Linked DNA regions of Rattus norvegicus: region 2 is linked to region 1. A link is a contact called in public Hi-C data. All regions are on one chromosome and are shown on one strand. The core of a region is the stretch at or near the end of the contact, and the rest is flanking DNA. Distances in the headings are between cores, read along the strand shown.

Region 1 (3,623 bases), core at 447-2,946:
CAAAAATTAGTTGAAAAGACAGTGCTGTGTTCTACCTAATCTCCAACTCTTGGTTAGTTCAGTCATCCATGTGCTGAGCATAAGTAAGGTGGTTGAGGGGCATCAAAAGTGTGGTCCCCACTGCTCCCTCTGGCTGGAAACATGAAACAGGTGGTAAGAAGTTGCTGCCCTCCCAGGGTTTCCTCCTTAGCTCCATCAGTGCTCTTGGTGTTGGCAGGTGTATTCCCAGTCCCATCTGAAGAGAAAATTCTCCACACTTAACTATCCTGTGGGATTCAGAAATGTGACTTCTAAACACTAAATGCTCCAAATTATTGTTGTAAGACCAATTATAAACTCCCAAGCATCAAACTTGAGCAAAAGGCTTATGTGAGCTTTCTGGGACCCCCTGTGATAACTCACTGGGCTACCCCTTCTGTACAGAATCAGTCACTGGGGAAGGGCGTGCGCATCTGCATCTTCAGGGACAGCATCAGCAGGCCTTAGGTGCATGAGTTAGGAGACAGCACTACCATTAAGCACTCATGTACTTAGTTATTCATTAAATAAGTGTGAATTTCAGCCTACCCTATTATAGATATTGTCTCAAACACTAAAAATGCATAAAGAGTAAATAATTATCACTGTCATACTTTGAGTCTTGCATGTCCTACCACAGCCCAGCAGTTAAGAAGACATGGTTGTCAGCATGGGGGCAGTTAAGAAGATAGGTCACTGCTCTTTGAAAGATACTTGAGTCCCAATCACCTTTCTCTTTCTGCATCACCGCTTCTGTGAAGTGTGCACATCCACCCCATTGTGTCCTTCTATCCTGACCTTTGCACAGGCCCAGGACAAGAGAGTTCTGTAACCATGCTACTGTAGAGATGAGTTGTGTGTGGACTGAGACCTAGAGACAAAGTGTAACTTAAGTTGACTACTGTAGGCATTTTGTCACAGTGACACCAAGAAACAAAGGATTCTAGAAGGCAAGGTTTGCCTGAGTTAATGTTCAGGGCATCATAGACGTGCAGTCCCTGCCCCAGTGTTGTGCAGGATCTGGCCACAGTAGACATTTGGTATTGTCAAGGAACAGAACAGAGATAGGGAGAATTTCAGGTTTGATCCTACGGGAGGCTAGGAGCCATGCTAGTTGTAAATATATTTCCAGTCAGTTACGAGAGCTCCTACTTTAACGTGGTTGGATGACTGCAGTGTTTGCACAGGGCCACCTTCTACCCAGCCCTGGCTTCTCCTTGTGCTGCCCCTCACATCCACCAGTCTCCATTTAAAACACGCATCTGGTCTTGTAGAGTAAGACGCAAGCTCCTTGTCATGAAATAGGTGTTCTTTCCGGACTCATACCCAGCACACTTCATTCTCTTACAGTATAAATTTCCCTTATCTCATTTGGCATAATTACTTTTTCTTTTCTCTGTTTCCTTTTTTTGTATTTTTCCATGTGTATTTGTAGATGTGCTTGTAAATAGAGATACACACACAGACTCGCACACACACTTACATTTGGCCCTTCCTTCTCACTATTTCAAGAGCATCTTGAAGGTGCAGAAACTGCTTTTAGGACTCCCCATATGCACAATACCCAACACCAGCCAGGTACATGATCCAGTTGTGGTAACTGTGAAGACCACGGTGGTTGTAACGAAACCTCACTTGCCAGGAGAAAAAGTACACTGTCTTAAACATGGTAACTCTTTTCTGTAAATTGAGGGTATTCCACAACAGAACTCCACTTTTCCTTGCTCCTTGAATTGAAATTAGGTTCACATAAGAGAGACAGTACCATCTAGTGGTCAGTTTGTTTAATTTTTAATTTCGAAATTGAGATCTCTGATCTAATGAGGTCTAATGAGCTCTTATGGGCTCACATTCGTAGCTACAGAAATATGGAAAGTGGTTATTAAAGTACGATTAAAATTAACAACCTAGAAAGAAAAATGAAAAGTACTTTGTTTTTTTTTTTTAGTAAGGTGTTTGAGGGACACCCAAACCTTCACTATTTCTTTGGATAAAGAAAGCCATCTGTGGTTCTAGAGCATAACTCCACGCCTCCTGTGGAGCTCACACTTGTGCAGAGGGAGAGCCCAATAAAAGCAAACGATCACTAAGTAGACATAGTTTGACCACAGTAAAATAAAACAAGATGGTGCCGGAGGAGGTTCCCACTGTGTGACCTCTCTGAGGAGGTGACATTTGAGTTGAAGCTCCATGACTAGGGGTTATCAGTCCTTCAAGAAAGACCACGTCTGCCGGAGGCAGCGAGGGGCGGGATGGGAGAGGAGGAACAGCATGGACCGGGGCTTGCAGACACTGGCAAAGAGGCAGGCTTCTGCATTGGGTACAAGGTTGGTTTTGTAGGAATCGCAGGAAGAACAGGAGCATAGTCTAGGTCAGCAAACACCTAGGCAGCATGGTGGAGAATTCCGTGAGTGCTCCATGCGATTCATCTGGGAGCCATGTTCTGAAGGGTCACAATACATTGCTACAGTACATTTAGGAGGTGGAGGGAAGTGGGTACGGTTGTCATGGGAACCAGAGACGTAAGTGTGACTTAAGTTTAGACTTCAGCTGTTTGTTTAGAGAAGACTTGAGAATATTTTAGGGGAGGGTGGGGCTATGGTTTGTGCCTATCACTCCAGTACCTTCGGTAGAAATGTAAACCTTAAATCCATATGCTAATGGTATGGGGGCCTTTGAGGTATAAATGGGATTAGATGAAGTTGTGAGAGTGGGGTTCCTAGCATGGGGTGAATAGCATCACCCAGGAGAGGAAGCAATTGCAGAGCTGGCTTGGCCCCTTCTTAGGGTGCTCACATGTCAGGAGGTAAGAAGGCCCTCAACAGAGGCCGCCCTGGAATTCCCAAGACTTCTCAATCCTCAGAACTGTCACCAATTAATGTATTTGTTTATAAATGACCTGGCCTATGGTACTGTGGTACAAGAACAGAGAACAAAGCAAGGCAGGTAGGTAGCAAGTGAGGTCAAAGCACTTACTGGCTATCGAGTAAGCATTCTTCATGCGTTACACACTCTTAAGTCATAGAATGGAACAGAATAAATTCTGTGCTTCTCTGGAATTCGGTGTCCATTTTAGAAGGGAGGATCACAGAATTAGCACCTTAAATATATAACTCTTTGACAGTAATGCTTGGCCTGAGGAAAGGAGTCTGGGAATGAGGGCAGTGTTTACTTTACGGAAGGCATTCCTGATGGATCATAGAGGACATGAGACCTGAACAGACTCTGTCCGTGCCAGCAAGAGTCCTCTGGGCAAAGGAAGGCAGATGCGATAGCTGTGGAGCTAGACTGAGCCGGGGATGCTCAAGAATCTCAGACAAGCAGAGACACCCAGAAAGGAGACCCATGTGAGGTCTGAGGCGGGAGGAGAAGCCATTCCATTAGGCCTGGACAGCTGTTGGCCATGGGTGTAACCTTTATAGTAAGAGGGTAAGAAGCAGTTAGGCAGCTCCTGGTCTGACTTCATTTTAGCAGCAGCCTGTTCGAGCCTCACCAGGAAGCTTCAGAAAGAGGCCCTGATGATAATTCAGGCAGCAGAGGTATTAGCAATGTGTTTGATGGCCCTGGGGTTTTGTTGTTGTTGTTATTGTTGTTGTTGTTTGTTT
Region 2 (3,653 bases), core at 108-2,607, 280 kb before region 1:
GCCTAGGCCCAAATCCAGCTTAACTGATTTTCAAGAGATCTGTCAACATTTTTGCTCATATTAGCTTACTATACAGGTGTCCTTCTTGCAATGGAGTTACGTCTTGATATGTCCGTCGTGTAATCAAAACATAATAAGCAGAAAGTACACTAAAGAATCAAGCCCACTTAACACCCTAAACTAGCAGTACAGTACAGTATAGAGTACTGGTTGTCTCCCCATGTGTCTATGGTATATGTGTTCAGGTATGTGTATACGCATGTTTGTATGTGCACATGTGTAGACGGAGACCAGGATCTTATATTCCACTTTTCTTTGAAACGGTCTCTCACTGAACCTGGAGCTCACAAATTGTCTTAACTAGCTAGTCAACAGGTCCCAGGGATCATGGAGTTTTTGCTCTCTCCAGTGTTGGAATTACAGGAGCATACCATCATGCTCAAACTCAGATTCTCACCATCATGTTCTGCTTTTTAATGTCGATTTCCGGAGCCCAAACTCAGCTTCTCATAATTTTGAAACCAGCATTTTACCAAGTTAGCCACTTTCCCAATACCATACAGTATTTATATCAACTTTGTGTGGGCGTGCACATGTGTATACATAAGCATGTGCACGCTTGTGCATTCATCCACTAAAGATTGAGCCCACAGCCTGTGTGTGAGCATGCCTCTAAGTCATATACCCATATCGAATTAAAAAAATAAACCATCGAAAAAGAGGTGATCTCCCTCTTCAAAGGCTAACTTGAAAATTATGTCGCAAGCATAAATAAATTAAACTTATAACTTAAAGCCTAAAACATGACTTCCGCAAATTAACCAGCAGAACTGAAGAGAGTCGTTCGGATATTGTAAAATAACACACCGAAAGAGTATTTCTGAAGTTTTATTGAAGCAGTAACAAGTTGGTCAGATATTTTCTGGAAAAAGAAAGCAGTTTTAATGGTATTCAAAAATACTTTAAAAAGTATTCTAGCACAAGATTTCTTCGTAAAACTAGATTATTTTGTAAACCTTTTCTACGCCTTTTGGGGGTGTCAGTTGTTATGTGCTGAGCTCGTTTCTATCCCAGATCTATCTTGCGCTCCTGAAAACTGCAGTAAAGGCACTTGAAAGCTCTTTTTTCTAAGATACGATTTTTTTTTCCTTCTTGCTGGTACTGCGCCGTTGCACTGAGCCTGTGCAGTTTTTATTCAAGGTCATCGTGGTGCTGAGAAGTCTCATTGATCACCTGCCCAAAAAAAGAAACAAAAATCAACTCATGGTAAGGAGAGGCGACCCTAATCAGACAGAAGTGTTGAGTGGGCTGGGGCGTTATGCTGACTCATCTGCCTAGGCGAGATGCCTAGGCTGGGCAGCCTCTTCCTGCAGACAATGTAAGTGTCCAGTGGGAGGTTGTGATGTACAAAAGAACACTGTGAAACTGTGCCTAGGAAGTTGGCCTTAGCAATCTGAAACACAAAGGCCACAAGCAACTAAGACATATGAAGGGGTGTGGCAGATGCATTTTATATCCACATGCGAGGCTGAGCTCTCGGAATTACAATTAACTTCAGCTATGCCCTGCCTGGCATGGAGTGGTAACAAGAACCTGACTGACCATATGTGGGTCCTTGTACTATGCAAACAGGTGACGGTTGCTGAGAGAGAACCCTATGTCTGATATCAAACCATCCCTGATGTAACTGGTGTCATTAAGTGACATGCTTTAATGCAGCTCATGTAGGAGGTACCTTAAGGGCGTTTTAGTCCCAATTCAATGAACATACTATGGAGTGCAGACAGATTACTGTCCTTTCCAAGGTCCTTGCGTGGGTGGAATTGGAGGATATTCTTCCAGTGTGCACGGGGACTCCGCTGCCTACATCTGATACACCTGCTCACTGGCTTACAGGGGACCAACACATATTTAAAACGGCTGTATAATTTACTCATCATTCCTTCTTTTAAACATTCCCGTAGTTTATCCAAAAATTACCAACCTGTCCGTCTCTGGTTTCAACCGTCTTAATCAGGAGTGTTCTTTTGGAGTGGGTGTCAACCAGAGGAAGTGACTCCAGGTTAGTTTCTGAATTAAAAAAAAAGGGGGCGGGGGAAGTAAGGAAAATAAGAGAGATTTTAAAAAGTAACTATTTTACCCAAAGCACTATGACTTTACTTTTGTAGCTATTCAAAGTGCTACTCACACAGAATCCTACAATGCCCTGTCTGTTTGAATACACAGCACCTAGGGCCTCCTTCATTCAAGCTGAGATAGCAGTTCCCTGAGCGTGCCATTACCAGGGAGCAAACTGGAGTCTACACTTAATGGGGCATAGAAGGCAAGAGTGCACTTGAGTTTGAGGCTTAGGGTGTCAGGCTGGGAGTATGGCTTTCTGGGTTTAGCTTGGCTGACTGCCCTGAGTTTGGTCTCTAGCACTTGCGTAAACTATAATAAAAAAGAAAATGTGTCCAGTACCAAATGGTCAAGCCTGAAAACATACACGCAATATGATACAGAATGAACCATTGTATTCATGTATGTAAGAATATATAGCTAGAAGTGTGTGTGTGTGTGTGTTCGTGTAACAGCAACTGAACAAAAAGAAGCCGTGAATTGAAAAGACAGATATATGTCAGGAGGTGGTCATGGAGGTTTGGAAAGAAGAATGGAAGGGGGAAGTGATTTAATGATATCATAACCTCGAAAACCAAAAAGAAATATTTAGAAAATAAAATGGGTGTACACACATATTTATAAAAAAGAAATCACGTCTCATTGAATTTTCTTTGGAAAAGCATGGTTCAAGAAATACTCAAACGTGGATGCTGTGCCACAGGCAAAGTGACTGGTGACAGCCTTGTGACATTCTTTTCCCCATAAAATGAGACAATGTGCTTACCTCTCAGGTTCAGGGAAGAAAAGTTTGGAAGAGGCAGAGAAATCCTATAAAAAGAAACACACAAAAATGAGAACAAAGCTCTTCAAGGAAAAGGAACGAGTTTTCATACTTCTTGAGTTTTCATCAAATACAAAATCTCTCGTTGTTAACGACTTGTTTAAGAAACTCCTACATAGGTTGGTCTCATCGGTCCATTTAAATTACCAAGAGCATTTTTTCTTTCCCACACAGCGACATGAGCCAGAGGAATTACAGAGTGGGGAGTACTGACTTTGGCATGGCTATGGATTCAAATCTACTCTGCTATTAATTAGCTCTGACCACAGCAAGTTATTCTTTTTTAACCTTAAACTCCTCCTCTATATGGTCTCTGGCTTAAAGGAGCAGGATCTAGAAAGACCACTGTGAGTTATCAATGAGCATGCGCACATTTGCTGTCCATACCTGCTCTCCTCCCCTTCCAGCAGCTTCCTGTAGGTGGCGATCTCAATGTCAAGAGCCATCTTTACATTGAGCAGGTCCTGGTATTCACGAAGGTGGCGAGCCATCTCTTCCTTCATGTTCTGGATCTCATCCTGCAGGCGGCCAATAGTGTCCTGGTAGTTAGCAGCTTCAAGGGCAAAATTCTCTTCCATTTCACGCATCTGGCGCTCCAGGGACTCATTCTGCAGAAAGAAATGAAGAATGGTTTCTCATGTGATTTCCCAGACAAACCCAGCTGTCCCCAGAAATATTCATAAATCACGTGCAGTGATTCTCTTCATGGTAG

The links. A called contact is a pair of places that touch in the nucleus more often than the background predicts.
Region 2: a Hi-C map of Schwann cells shows a contact between it and region 1, with 6 times the contacts expected there. The contact joins two enhancer-like sites. A contact is called at or near these places in 3 of 12 Hi-C or Micro-C datasets (the Rat2 cell line, Schwann cells and frontal cortex) and 1 of 1 datasets of contacts at active chromatin or transcription factors (oligodendrocytes).

What each region holds. Positions count from the first base shown.
Region 1 is chr17:81,303,149-81,306,771 of GRCr8, reverse strand. All of the region lies in intron 60 of Cubn (cubilin), which reads left to right. Among named protein-coding and RNA genes, the nearest start is that of Rsu1, 19 kb to the right of the region's middle. Within about 2 kb of position 1,696, at least 3 of the 93 cell types and tissues checked have an H3K27ac peak or open chromatin away from gene starts, as enhancers often do. A contact at or near this core is called in Schwann cells, where this site is marked.
Region 2 is chr17:81,582,970-81,586,622 of GRCr8, reverse strand. Vim (vimentin) reads right to left here. Exons shown (of 9, transcript NM_031140.1): 6 at 3,329-3,549; 7 at 2,885-2,928; 8 at 1,985-2,070; 9 at 877-1,233. The coding sequence ends at 1,192. Among named protein-coding and RNA genes, the nearest start is that of Vim, 7.5 kb to the right of the region's middle. Within about 2 kb of position 1,357, at least 3 of the 93 cell types and tissues checked have an H3K27ac peak or open chromatin away from gene starts, as enhancers often do. A contact at or near this core is called in Schwann cells, where this site is marked.